Linked DNA regions of Pan troglodytes: all the other regions are linked to region 3. The links are chromatin contacts, called in public HiChIP or PLAC-seq maps. All regions are on one chromosome and are shown on one strand. The core of a region is the stretch at or near the end of the contact, and the rest is flanking DNA. Distances in the headings are between cores, read along the strand shown.

What was found. HiChIP or PLAC-seq counts read pairs in DNA pulled down with a chosen protein or histone mark.
Region 1: an H3K4me3 HiChIP or PLAC-seq map of stem cell-derived excitatory neurons shows a contact between it and region 3, with 12 times the contacts expected there. The contact joins the promoter of UBALD1 here to the promoter of SEC14L5 in region 3. A contact is called at or near these places in 1 of 7 Hi-C or Micro-C datasets (stem cell-derived neural progenitor cells) and 1 of 1 datasets of contacts at active chromatin or transcription factors (stem cell-derived excitatory neurons).
Region 2: an H3K4me3 HiChIP or PLAC-seq map of stem cell-derived excitatory neurons shows a contact between it and region 3, with 7 times the contacts expected there. The contact joins the promoter of NUDT16L1 here to the promoter of SEC14L5 in region 3. A contact is called at or near these places in 1 of 7 Hi-C or Micro-C datasets (stem cell-derived neural progenitor cells) and 1 of 1 datasets of contacts at active chromatin or transcription factors (stem cell-derived excitatory neurons).

The regions. Positions count from the first base shown.
Region 1 is chr18:7,261,383-7,265,704 of NHGRI_mPanTro3-v2.0_pri, reverse strand. UBALD1 (UBA like domain containing 1) reads left to right here and starts at 2,277. Exons shown (of 3, transcript XM_001169127.7): 1 at 2,277-2,645. The coding sequence starts at 2,526.
Region 2 is chr18:7,338,590-7,343,566 of NHGRI_mPanTro3-v2.0_pri, reverse strand. NUDT16L1 (nudix hydrolase 16 like 1) reads right to left here and starts at 2,440. Exons shown (of 3, transcript XM_001169295.7): 1 at 2,123-2,440; 2 at 1,750-2,010; 3 at 152-1,032. The coding sequence starts at 2,317. The coding sequence ends at 811.
Region 3 is chr18:7,601,779-7,606,539 of NHGRI_mPanTro3-v2.0_pri, reverse strand. SEC14L5 (SEC14 like lipid binding 5) reads right to left here and starts at 2,507. Exons shown (of 16, transcript XM_016929366.3): 1 at 2,237-2,507; 2 at 1,417-1,530. The coding sequence starts at 1,479.

The DNA of each region.
Region 1 (4,322 bases), core at 1,028-3,527, 340 kb after region 3:
TCCTAAAGTGTTGAGATTACTTACAGGTGTGAGCCATGGAACCCAGCTAATTCTCTGTTTTTTTTGTTGTTGTTTTTTTTTTGTTTGTTTGTTTGTTTTTTTGAGACAGAGTCTTGCTCTGTGGCCCAGGCTGCAGGGCAGTGGCGCGATTGCGGCTCACTGCAACCTCCGCCTCCTGGGTTCAAGCGATTCTCCTGCCTCAGCTTCTGGAGTAGCTGGGATTACAGGCGACTGCCACCACGCCCGGCTAGTGTTTGTATTTTTAGTAGAGAATGGGTTTCGCCGTGTTGGTCAGGCTGGTCTCGAATTCCTGACCTCAGGTGATCCGCCAGCCTCGGCCTCCCAAAGTGCTGGGATTACAGGCGTGAGCCACTGCGCCGGACCCGAACCCAGCTAATTTTCTTAAAATGTAAATCTCTGTAGAGGCGTGTTCTCAAAGTCCTGGGCCTAGGCAATCCTCCCTCCTCAGACCCCGAGTAGGTGGGATTACAGGCCACCGCGCCAGCCCGGGAGGGCATTTTCCATCTTGCAAGGCTATACTCGTCCTCCGGGTTTCCGAAATTCGATCCCAACCCCAGCCGTTCTCACAGCCCCCACCCGGTTATTGCTCTTCTGTCGCCCCACGCTAGGTCAGGGCCAGGAAAAGAGGAAAGACTCAACATATAGTGTCTCAACGAAGGAGGCTGGGGCCAGGGGGCGCAAGGAGCCGGACCAAGGTCACCGAGAGCTGCTATGATCGCGCCTTACCGCCCCCGGGCGCTCGAAGCGGGCTAAAGCCTCACTAGCTGTCAGCAACGTCAACCGGAAGCGCCATGTGCCGGTCTGTAAACACCGCCCGGTCGCCCCGCCCCCGGCTCCGCCCCCGGCCTCCCCGGCCCAGCGCCCGCCCCCGCCGCCTCTTCATTGGGCGACCAGCTTTGTTTACCTTATATGGCCAGGTCCTAACACCCCGAGGCTGTCCATTGGTCGAGGCACGACCTCACTCAGCTGACGTCACCGGGACCAAACGATGCAAATAAACCGAGGCATTCTGGGAAAGGGAGTTTGGGGCCGCTCCGGAACTGGCTCTGCCGGGCCCTGGCGCCCGCCCGCTAAGGGCCGAGATTTCCGGCAAAGAGCACGAGATTTTGCGTGGGAAAGCGGGAGAACTGCTGGAAGGGGGACCCCGAAGCACCAGAGGCTGCTGGCCCCGCCAGCCTGTCCCAGGCGCCGTCCAGAGGGTCATGGGGCTACAGTGGGGCAGGCCCAGAGCCAGGCTAGGAAGGACCCACGCCACGAGTGGGCGATGAGAGATTGAGTGAGGAGAGCTAGGAGGCTAGCTACAGGCGGTGACGTGCGGCGGAGCTTTTAAGTGGCTCATTCATTCATTCACTGAACGAGTATTTGTCGGCGCCTACAGTGTGCCGGGCCTTTCAGCCTAGACCAGCCGATTTGGGCCAAAATTCCTAGAGACCCCTCTCTTAAGGGTGTGCCTACTATTTAACACAGAGCGATGCCAATCACAGAGGGGTTCAGGGTCCCTAGGTCTTAGCAAAGACGCCTGTGGCCCGGCGTTTGCGCCCATGCACAGATCTGTATGCCCCACCTTGGGACCGCAATTCGTGCCAGAGCAGGGGCACGGATGCCACCGAGAGCAATGAGGGCGACATGGACGTGCCTGGCTCTGGTCACGGTCTGGACAGCTGCGCACAGTAGGCACTTAGCGTTCAGTCACAGTCCCCGGGGCATGGCAAAGACGTCTGTGGCCTGGCGTCTGCGCCCATGCACAGATCTGTGGCCCCGGCCTCTGGGCTCCTAATTCCCGCCAGAGCAGGGGCTTGGGTGCCACCGAGAGCAACGAGGGCGACGTGGACGTGACTGGCTCTGGTCCCAGCTCAGGCGCCTGCACACATTAGGCACTCAGTTTTCAGACACCGTTCCTGGGCCTTGGCAAAAACGCCTATGCACGAACCTGAGGCCCCCGCCTGCGGACCTCCATCCGTGCCAGAGCAGGGGCCGGGTGCCACCCAGAGCAACGAGGGCGACGTGGACTCCCCCAACCCTGGTCACGGCCCGGGCATCCACACACAGTAGGCGCTCACAGTTCAGACACGGTCCCCAGGCCTTGGCCAAGATCCTGTGGTCAGGCATTTGCGCCCATGCACAGACGTGGCCCCCGCCAGCGGACCCCCATCCGTGCCAGAGCAGGGGCACGGGTGCCACCGAGAGCAACGAGGGCGACGTGGACGCGCCCGGCTCGGGTTACGGCCCGGACATCCGCACAGCGGGCGCTCGGTGCTCAGACACGCCCCTTCCCGGGCTTCGCGTCCCCTAGGGTGCCGGCCCTGCTCCCCCGGGGCGTCCGGCGCACCGTGGGGACTACATATCCCAGCATGCCGCGGCGCCGGCGGAGCGAGGCGAGGCGCGGTGAGTCAGAGCCGCACAGTAAATATTTGTATTAGCCGGAGCCGGCTCGCTAATGGTGGACGCGTGAGGCGGAGGCGCGGGCGGCGGAGGGAGGCCGGAGCGGGCAGCGCGGCGGCGCCATGTCCGTGAACATGGACGAGCTCAAGCACCAGGTCATGATCAACCAGTTCGTGCTGACGGCGGGCTGCGCGGCCGACCAGGCGAAGCAACTGCTGCAGGCGGCCCACTGGCAGTTCGAGGTGCGCGGCGCCGGAGCCGGGCGAGGGCCGGGGCCACGGGCGGAGTGTGTCCCGCGTGGCCGCTGGGCGGGGGCGGACGGCGTGGACGCGTGCCGGCTGTGCGCCCCCTCCGGGCCGCAGACCCGACCCGCTTTCCCGACGACGGTGCCCGGCGTCCGGATCCCGAGGGCTCGCGGCGGGCGGAGGTGGGAACCGGGCCACCGGTCGGGGATACGCCGCCCCCGCGGGGCCGCGAGTCCCCCGGGATCGAGACGGGGACCCCCCCCACCCCACCCCTTTTGTCCGGGTAACGGCCGAGGGCAGGGCGGCGCCGCGGTGCAGACGGACAGTCGGGCGGGCGGCCGGAAGGAGGACGCCCCAGGCCTCGGTAGAGCTGGGCCGGAGGGCGGAGCCGCTCCGGGCGAGTGGTCCGAGGGTCCGCGTGCCTGGTGGGCGGTCGGCGGCGTGCGCACACGTCCATGTGCATTTGTGTTTACGCACGCACCGCGCCACGGCGTCGGCCGGGCACCGGGGAGGTGGCGGACCTGCGGGCACGTTGGCGCGCGTGTGAACGCGCAGCCCCCTGGTGCGTTTGGTGTGTGATCAATGCGTACACATGTGGCGGGTGTGCAGATGCCGCCCGTGCCCGGCACGGTGTGATGTGTGTACACGGCCTGGAGTGTAGGGGTGGCGTGTCGGAGCCCCACACTACACCACAGGGATGAGCGTGTATCCCCTTCAGAGGTGTGCCTGGGGACTCCATGTGCGCGACTAGGTGCTCTCCTGGGGCTGGCAGGGGCATCTGTCCCTTTACCGGTGCAATGGGGAGGGTGCACACGGTTCACCAGCTTTCGGGCTAGCTGGGTAGGAGGTGATGCTGCCCCAGTCTGGCACCCACTCCCCCGGGCCTCTCCTAACCCACAGGACAGTAGTGCTCCTGGCTTGTGCTGCCCAGAGGCTACCTGGCCTTCCCTAATTCACCGACCCCAGGATTAACCCCATGGTGGTTGGTATCAGGGGATGAGGCCAGAGCCCTTTGAGCTGTGCCCCTCACAGGGGTAGGGTCATGGCCTCAGCCATCCCGGTACCATCTGTGCCCAGCCGGGGACTGGGAACCTGGTTTCTCCATGAGGAGCCATCCCAGGGCCTGCAGGAGGGACTAGAAGCCAGAGGACTCTGAGGCTCCGCTTCCTGGGGACTGGAGGGGGATCAGAATGTCCCAAGCTTGGGACAGTCTGGGAAGGCAGTGGCCATCCCATCCAGATGAGTACATCCCTCTCTCCTTGCCTACTTCCCTCCTACCAGCCGTTGCGGAGGCCACTGATCCTGTGTGGTGTTCACCCCAGGACGTGGGAGGCTGCTCTGTCCCTTTGGCCTTAGTTTCCACATCTGTATGGTGGGGTTGGGGGGCATGAGTCAGCTTCTGTTGGCCAGCTCACTGCCCCCTGTGCCCCGAGGCAGCCCCACCCGGAGGAAGCTCCCTGCTCCCCTCCTGGTCTCCACAGCCCTCATCAGCCCTGTTTGTGTCAAGGGCTGGATGTGGCAAAACTTGCAAAACCACATTCATGGCAGTCCCACATCTGCACGCAGGGTTCCCTCCCTGCCTGGGGCTGGGCAGGTAGGTGTCCGGTGGGAAGCGGGCCCTGCCTGCAGGACTCAGCCCAGCCCTCAAAACCTGGCACCCAGCTGGCACCCAGG
Region 2 (4,977 bases), core at 1,191-3,690, 260 kb after region 3:
GGGCACAGCACTCATGCTGGGAGTGCCCCCAGTAAACACTGGGGAACGTGCCCCTGGCTGGGGCAGCTCCTCCCTCCCCCACCTAGGGCAGGGGGCCTGAGCTGGTTCCATCCAGAACCAAAACACACAGAGCAGCTGAGAAACACACAGAGCAGCTGCGGAGCGACTTTATTGTCTTCTCCTTCGACAGCTTCGTTGTACATAGCTGGGCCCCCGAGGCCCTGACTGTCCCTGGGAACCAAGCCACGTGGGGTGAAGCTACTTTGAAACCTCACCCACAGTTCACACGTGGTGAAAGAGAAAATCTAGCAAAGTAAATCCAACAACAACCCAAATTAACAATATTAACTTCCTACCCCAAGCTGGCTCTCCCCCAGGCCCTGAACTGGCTCAGGAAGGAGGCAGGAATGAGCTGACCGAGACAAGGCATCCTCCACCCACACATCCCATCTTCTGAGTGATCCCAGAGCTGTGCGCCACCCCTGTGGGACAATCAGGCACTCCTGGGTCTCTACCAGCTGTGATGAGACGTACAAGAGGAGGGTCTGAGCCCAGGATAAACAGGAGCATCCTGAGGCTGGAGAGGCAGGCCCAGTGTGCCAGGACCACCCTGCTCTGCCTGAGAGGATGGGCTGGGTTCCAGCTGGCCCGGCCGCCACCTAGTGACTGCTTGGGACAGTGGAGATGACAGGATGCCCACTCGCCCTAGGCAGTCAGAAGCGGGGTACACACAAACACTCTAGAAGCCACACTTAGCAGGAATTCCCAGTCTTCCGGCCCAGGGAAGGGTGCCACCAGCTCAGGCAGCCCTCAAGAGGAGGCCGGGAGCAACTTCTCCAGGGCCTTCTTCTGCTTCTCGGTGGCTGCAGCCAGGGCCTCAACCAGCTTCTCCTCGGGCATCATGTTGAGCACCTTGAGGGCAAAGAGGAGCTGGCACTTAGCCGTGCTCACGAAGGCGTTGCTCAGGAAGTTGGGGAAGCCTCCGACTCGGTCCTTCTGGGTGTACAGCGGGACCCGCACGAGGCCCAGCACCTGCGCAGACAGGAGGTAGGGGTTGGGGCCAGGCCTGCCACACAATGGCACCTCCAGCAGGAGGGGCCTGGAAGCTATGAGGCCAGGGTACGAGCAGCCAGCTTTGCCAAGGACTTAATGGGAGACCCACGCAGGGCCTGGCAGAAGCCAGCCAGCTCCCTCGGAGCAACTGCAGCCCCCTCCTCCCCAAGCAAGTGTGGAGGCTGACCCCATGCACTCCCCCCCTCGTACCCAGGCCACCCCACCCCGGGGTCCGCACCCCATGCTCCCCGTCCACCCAACGAAGCCTGAACACCCGGAGTCCAGCCCTTCCAGACCACAAAGCACAAATCCCAAGAGCCTTCACGCCCCCCATGAGGTTCCCAAGTTTTACAACCCCCGCTGTGCTCAAGTTTCCCAACTCCCCAAGCAATCCCCGCTCCTCCCCCATCCCTTCCTCCCCACCGATCCCACTCCCCCACTCCCAGGATTGGCAATGGCAGGCAGCAAGGCGGATGTAACACAGCCCTGAGGGAGCCCCAGCCCCGGCCCCCACCCCCGCCCCTCCTTTCCCGGCCTCCCAGCCCCAGACCCCTCTCCCCACCCCATTGCTGGAGACAGCGACACCCGACCCAGCCCGGCCAGGGGACCCTCAGGAGACGTGTTACCCATCGGTGCCTTCCACGGGGCCAGAGCCAAACCCCGGGGCGGGGGGCGGGGCCCGGGCGGCGGCCCCACCTCCAGGCCGTGGTCGCGCGAGTGCACCGCGCTGATCTCCACGGCGTGCAGCTGCTCCAGCGTCAGCTGCCGCGCGTACAGGTGCGCCACGACGCGGTGTGGGCCCTCGGTCAGGTGCGAGCTCAGGTAGTCGGCCTCGGTGAGGCGCAGGCAGCCCAGGCCCAGGCCCAACACCCGGTTCAGGCCGTCCTCCAGCGACCAGAAGCGCCGGTCCACGAAGCCCCCGGGGAAGCCCAGCAGCCCGTCGAAACGCATCTGCATCTGCAAGGGAGCGCGGGTCACAGCCGCGGGGTCGACGGACGCCCCCGCCCGCGCCCGCGCCCTCGCCCGCGCCCGCGCCCTCGCCCTCGCCCTCGCCCTCGCCCGTCCTCACCAGCACCGAGAAGCGCATGGGGATGCGGCCGAAGAGCTGCCCAGGGTTGGCGGCGTACAGCATGGCGTGGCACGAGTGGCTCCAGCCCGGCCCTAGGCGCATCGCCTCCACCCGGCTGATCTGCTTCAGCTCCGGAACCGCCGCCGTCGACATCTTGGCACTGACCCCGTCCCCGCCGCTGCCACTTAAGAGCATGCGCGAGCCCGCCCCCGCCGTGCCTCGCCAATCCGCGGGCGGCCGCGCCCCCGGGTCCCGTTCCCCCGCCAATCGCCGGCGCGCCCCGGGACCGAGCCCCTCGCAGCGCCGCGGTGCGTCGTCGAGAGGTGCAGCGGGCGGTGTGCAAAGGAGGGCGGTGCGCGTCAGCCGTCACCCAATAGTCGCACACCCTGGGCGGCGGCCCCGCCTCCGACAGGAGAGCCTAGTCGACTGGTCGGTGCCGTGGTGGCTCAAGGTTCACATTGTGGGCGACGAACATCTTCCTTGGCGCCCCAAAGCGGACAGCCGAAAATCCCTGCGGTTTCTCCACCCTCGATGGCGCCGATCCCCTTGTGCTCACCCGTTTCTCCCCAGGAGGCCGACCCGGCCCGCATGGCCCCGTCCATCCGCAATGGCACCCTTGGCACGACCACACGAGCGAGAGATGCCCCGGAGCCTTGCTCCGCCAGCGCCACCGGACCCAAGCCCGGAGGGAGATGGTCTTCGCCTACCATGCACGACAGCTGTCCCGACCTAGCCACCCTGCTGGCCGGCTCGATCCAGGACAGCACGGGGAGCAGGGCTTGGCAGGGCTTGAGTGCCCCAGTCCCCGAGTCCACGCTGGGTCAGGGCGGACGACCGGGAGCTCTGGGGATCTGTGGACCCAGCTTGCTGGGCAGAAAGTGACTTAAATTCCGGGGCTGGAGCTTTCCAGCATCCTCCAAGCCAGGCACCCTGTGCCAGGTACTGTGGAGGGAAGAGGGGTTTCCCCAGTTTACGATGAGGAACTTGGAGCTCAGAGAGGGACATAACTTGCCTAAGTACACCTGGCAGTTGATGACAGAGGCAGAATCCCGATTCCACAAGGGCCTGAGGTACTTACCACTTACCTTGTGTTTGTACCGGAGATGTCTCTGGGGCTCAGAAGCATCAGAAACAGCCCAAGGCAGAGCGAGGTCCCCTGAACTCCATGATGGCAAGGCTCACCTCACCAGCAGCAGGGCCCAGGGCCACTTTCCTCCCCACCAGGGGAATGGATTTGCTGAGCACATGAACCCCCCTGCCTGCACTCACAGCATGGGTGCCCAGGGCTGGGGCATAGCCTCGGGAGAGCTGTGCTGTGAGGCCGAGCTCGCTGGCACAGAGAAGGCTGCCTTCAGTGGAGGCAGGCAGAAGAGAGAGGGAGAGGGTGGGCATTGGAAACTCACCTGTTAGGTCCGTGGTGGCCTCAGATGTGGAGAATAAGGACCCAGAGAGGGCACCTCTCTCTCCTCCTGTGGCCACCAGTGGGTCAGGGGTCACATGGGACAGCTGCAAGCAGCAGGGGAAGTCCAGATTCCAGAGTGAGCGACCAGGTGAGAAGGCGAGAGGGCAGCAAGGGGAAGGGTCCTCTCACCCAGAGGGCCCCACCCCTAGGCAGCCAAGCCCAGCCAGCGCCCAGGGCCCGTGGGACGCAGGGGCACAGGAGGAGAGGCTCCCCTTGCTCCAGCCCCTCCCCGAGACCAGACATCAATACAAGTGCTGGCTGGGTCTTCTGGGAGGTACAGAGGGGGAGCCGATCTGGCCCATGCAAGCACCCGTCTGACACCCTGGGCACCCCTCTACCCACACTGGGATGGGGCCAGACCCAGGCAGGTCAGAGCAGCTGCAGGGCCCATGGGTGGCAGCCTTCTCGGGGCAGGGACTGATGGGCCAGAACACGGGCTCTCCCTCCACCCTCAGAGTCTTCAAAGAAGGGCCATGGTGGCAGCTTGACCTGCATGCAAAGGAGCTGGGGCCTTGAGTGGTAGGCAGTGGTGTGGTGGGTGCCCTGGGGCACTGGCCACTCCCTGGGCAGGGGAGCAGGGGCTGTGCAGAGGCCTGGGGCCGGGCTCCAGCCTGTGAGCCCACAACCATGGGCAGCTAGACCTGCTCCCGCCGTCCGGCCTCCACACGCCAGCCGCAGGGTGCTAGCACTGCTTCTCCGCTTGGAAACCTGTTCTTAGAACTGACTCCCCCTTATAAAAACACTCCAGCAGCCCCTACAAGCTCTTCAGTATCTGTCCAGCACCCTTCACTCCAGCCAGGGGCTCCATCCCCAGGGGACACATCAGGCTCACTCCTGCCACCTGGAACACTCTTCCAGGGCCAGCTCCTCCTCAGCCCTCAGGGCTGTTTAAGTCTCCTCAGAGAGGCCCTCCCTGCCACCCAGTTAAATGAGACCTTGTACGGTTTCATCTCACCACCATGCTGACTTTCTTCCTAATAGTAACCAAACCTGGCAGGATTCTGATTAGCTGCTGGGCATCTCACTGCTTGGAAGGCAGGCGCCTGGGGCCAGGGCCGGGGCCTCAGCTCTTCTGCCTCCACTGACGCACAGCAGGTGCTCAGCAAATGCCTTGAGATGATCAGGACTAGAGATGGGGACGGGAGCGACAACTCACAAACCTGGAGGCCCTGGGCTCCCCAACCACCTGTTCATGAGAGAGCCCAATCTGGAGGGTGTGGCTTCCCTCCAACCAGACAACTAGCCCTGACAGGGATGGCTGGCAGCTGCCCGTTCTTGTTAGCCCTCACCTTGCTCACTGCCCTGACCCCAGAGGGAAGCCAGGCAGAGGCCGTGGAGCTGCCACGGTGCGGGAGCCACCGCCAACCACCCAGCGGCAAAACTCCAGGTCAGG
Region 3 (4,761 bases), core at 1,258-3,757:
TTTGGTCTGCGTCAGCCCTGTACCAGGAGCTTTATACACATTGATTCATTTAATCCACAGCATGACACCAGGATTTGGAAGCCAGGAGATTCCCATTTTGGTGATGGGGAGTGGAGGCTCATGGAGGTGAAGTGACTTGCCCCACAGTCACTCAGCTAGTCAATTTGGGAGCTAGAATATGACCCTAAGCCAGTTCCTGCCTCTTTGCTGTCCTAGAACCATCTGCCTGTAACAGCACAAGGTATGTGGATGATTTTGGTGATGCTTTTAAATCCTCTGTGTGACAATAAACATATATGCATGTAGATTCATAGAATAAGACAGGACTGGACACACAGGCACACACAGCCACCAAGAGATATGAAAGTCCCTGGATAGAAGGCTGGGGTTAAGCAGTCAGTGCTGGGGTGGGACAGATGGGGGTGGATGCTAATGTTTCTTACACTTTCAATACATTAATTTACAAGACTTCGGTGTAATAACAGCGACAGCATATTTTGTGAGCTCCTACTGTGTGCCCGGCACACCGCAAGGAGCACCAAGAACTATTTCGTTTACTCCTCCCCGCAACCTCATAGCATTGTCCCCATGTTACTGAGCAGGGAAGTGAAGCTGAGAGGCAGAGGGATGGAGCCAAGAAGGAATTCCACATCCACCTATGTCCAGCTTCTGCCCCCAGGGTGCAAAGACCAGTGATCCTGGGGGCCAAGGATCTGGCAGCCAATTCTAGGCCTCCAACTGACTTGCTGCACAACACAGAGTACATCACAAAGCAAACCTACCCACTCATTCTCTCTCTCGTCCCAGTGTCAGCTTCCTTGAAGGGGAGGGAAGGGGGTCTGTGAGCAGAAGGAGGGCTCTGTGGTCAAATGTGAGGTTCTAGAGTCTCCTCTGTGGGGATCTCAGCCCCGACTCCACTTCTGCATAGATATAGAACTTGGTGTCATCCCTTCACCTGTCAAAGCCTCAGTTTCATGGAGGTTAAATGGGAAAATAACAGCTATCGGGAATTGGAAGAAACATCATCTGTTAAGACAGTGCTGTAAACATTCAATAAACAGCTGTTGTCATTATCACCACCATTCCATTTATCACTGTGATATGCCATTATATGAAATGACGGCAGTGGCTTGGCCCCTGATACCTTTGCTTTCTATCAGGAGAGTCTAAAGTAAGGGAGCAGGTCAGCTTCAACAAGGAGAAGGAAGAAAGACTTTGTGTTTTGGTCACTGGGCCGAGGATAGGATGGTTGGACAGAGGGGTCACTGGTTAGAAGTTAAACCCACCACGTCAGCTGAGTAACTCACTAATTCCTTCTGATCTGGGAGTCTAAGGAGCTCCGTCTTCCTACCGCCATAGCTGATCTCAAGTCCCTCCAACTGTCACATGGGGGCCCAAGAATCAGGAGTCACTCACCGCCATGACCAGCTCAAACGGATACTTGTAGACTCGGACAGGAGACTGGTATCTCTGCACCATGTTCACGCTGGAGCACCAATGGAGGTCACCAGGCAGGGGTGTGCACGGAGCCTGGGGTGAGGAGTGACTGGTGAGGTTGCAGCTCCCACCTCGGGAAGCAGGGACACCACCCACCAAGTGTAAGGGGCAGCCCCTGGCCCCACCCACACAGCTCCCCAGCCTTCAAATTGAGAAGGCTGATATTACCCCCAAATTACTCCAGGCCAAGCCCCAACAGCTTCCCTGTCATTAGCCATGGCCCCAGACCACGCTCAGCCTTCCAAGAGCAGTCAGCACCCCCAAACTTTCCTCTACCCCCACCCCTTCACACTGAGGGCCCCCAGAAGCCTTACGGCCACCCACACAGACACACACACATTTGCAATTCTTACACTCCCACGGTTCTCTTCACGCATGCACCCCGCAGCTTGCCACAGACTTGCTGGCCTACAGCCCACCCCCAAGTCTCCTTGCACCTGCCCTCCCATTTTCCTCCCAGACACCCTGAAATACACACACAGCCTTCACCACATTTCACAGCACTGTCTCTATCACACACATGCACACACGCAGGTTTCCCTCCCACACGGGACTGCTTTTGCACACGCCTCCAACTTTGCACACACACCCTGAAACACGCACCTGCCCAACTCCACGCACGCAATTCCCCTGGTGTGCACAGACGTGCACACACGCACACACACCCGTGCGCACATGCAGACACACGTACACACACGTAGAGGCACTCGCACACACAGGTCCCCGCAGCTTTGCTCACCCTCGCCCTCGGGAGCCTTTGGGAATGCAGCCTAGGGGAAGTGCCCTGGAAGCCCGCCTGGCTCGCGAGCTGAGCGCTTACGGGCTCCCGCGCCCGCCTGGCCTGGAGCGCAGCGCCTGAGGCGGGGCCCGATCGCGGCTCGCTAGCCTGGTGTGTCCCGCCTTGAACACCCTGCAAAAAGGAACGCTGTGGAAGGCCGGAGGGGCGGGAGCGAGACCTGCCGGGCCGAGAGAGCTCCAGGACCCGGGACAGCGGAGATCCTGGCCTGGCCCCGCCCCTGACCGGGCCCCGCCCACGTCCCCGGCCATGGCCCCGCCCAGGTTGGCCCCGCCCCCTAACTTGTCCCGCCCCACTCTGGCCCCGCCCCAGGCGAACTCCCCCCTGGTTCTAGCCCCGCCCCTTGTTTTTAGATGTCTCTCGTTTGACCACGCCCTCAGCCCAGTCCTTTCTCTAGATTGGTCATACCTCAGGAAGTCCCCTCCCCCTTCACTGGCCCCGCCCTCCAAGGTCCTCAGCCTCTGGAATGGTCGGCCACAGGACGACCCCGCCCTAATCTAGCTCTGCCTCCAAGCGGACCCTGAGTCCGGGCCGATCCGCCCCGGACCCTGCGTCTGGCCGACAGTACTGTTTACATTTGTAGATAAGCACAGTTTACGCTTTTCTTGCTCAGATTAACCTCGCCCTCGTCCCGCTGCACTTGGGTCTGACTGGCTCCTCCACCTGTCCCCGCCCCACGGCCCGCGCATGCACCTTCGCCCACTCTGCACACCTTCACAGAGCGCCTGCTGGGGGTCAGCCCTGTCCAGGCGCTGGAGAGCCGCCGGTGAGCCACACGCACGAATCCCTGCCCTCGTGGAGTTTATACTACGGTGGGGAGACAGACACTCAATAAATAAGGCAAATATATGATGTGTGAGGTGGTGAAAAACTCTCACGAGAGAAAAATAAGCAGGAAAGGGGCTCAAGGAGCCAGCGGAGAGAAAGGACAATTTAAAACAGGTAAGAAGCCGGGCGCCATGTCTCACGCCTGTAATCCAAACACTTTAGGAGGCGGAAGCGGGAGGACCGCTTGAACCCAGGAGTTGGAGACCAACCTGGGTAACATAGCAAGACCCTATCTCTACAAAAAAATTTTTTTTTCGTTTAGGCAGGGCGCGGTGGCTCACGCCTGTAATCCCAGCACATTGAGAGGCCAAGGCGGGCAGATCAGCTGAGGTCAGGAGTTCGAGAACAGCATGGCCAATATGAGGAAACCCCGTCTCTACTAAAATACAAAATTAGCCGGGCATGGTGGCGTATACTTGTAATCCCAGCTACTCGGGAGGCTGAGGCAGGAGAATCGCTTGAATCAAGGAGGCGGAGGTTGCAATGAGCCGAGACTGCGCCATTGCACTCCAGCCTGGGCAAGAAGAACAAAGCTCGGTCGCAAAAAAAAAAAAAATTAGCCAGGCGTGTTGGCACGTGCCTGTGGTCCCAGCTCCTCAAGAGGCTGAGGCAGGGGGATCCTTTGAGCCCAGAAGTTCAAAGCTGCAGTGAGCTGTTACCTGGCCACTGCACTCCAGCCTGGGCAACAAAGCAAGACTCTGTCTCAAAATAAATAAGTAAATAAATAAATAAAACAGGGAGTAAGGGGGCCTCCCTTGGGAGAGTGACATTTGTCCATCACTCTCATTTTAACTCACACTTAACCCCTTTCAGCCCTCCCAGGACTCCCAGGGGACCAACCTTGCTCCCAGAAGTCCTGCCTTGCCACTCCTCATCTGTTTAGCCTACAAGAGCCAAGAAATTGGCTCTGGACAGTGCTGTCATCCATGTATTCACTCATTCAACATTTACTGAGCACCTACTACGTGCCAGCGTGGGGTGAATTCACCCCTTCAAGCAGGGGAAGTCAGAGGTGGCCAGGGAGATGGACAACCCCTGATATATTTAGAGTATGTCACTGCACCCTGTGAAAACCACCTCTCTGCCCTTCCTAGCCTGCATCACATTCTAATATTGCATTTATTCGTTTTATGTATCTGTGGGTTCCTGGAGGTCTCTCTCAGGAGACTGTGAGCTCCCTGAGGGCAGGGGCAGTGGCTGCCTTATTCAGCTGCCCGCATGTTGGGAAGGATCTTACTGGGGACCTGGCAGGCAGGCAGCAGGTGCCCAGCACACTCTTGGCTTGGGTAATCAAGGGCGGAAATGGGACACAAAGTTCCCATCCCTGTCGCAAGGTGGCAGCAAATGATAGCCCATGGCTCCTGGAGTAACACAAGGGTGAGTAGGTGGGGGACATGGGATCCAGGGATGACTCTCCTAACCCGGGCTCATCCAGGAAATGCCCAGCTCTGCCCAGGCATCGCCACAGAGCAAAGTGAACGTTAACACCGTTAGCTGCTGTTACCACCACGAAAGGCGTTAAGTCCGCCTCTCCTGCTGCCCAACATTGAGGGAGGACAATGACTCTGCGTGGGAGACAGAGGTGTGACAGCCCTGCGGGTACAGAGAGCTCAAAGTGGAAACTGGGGCCTGGAGGGGAG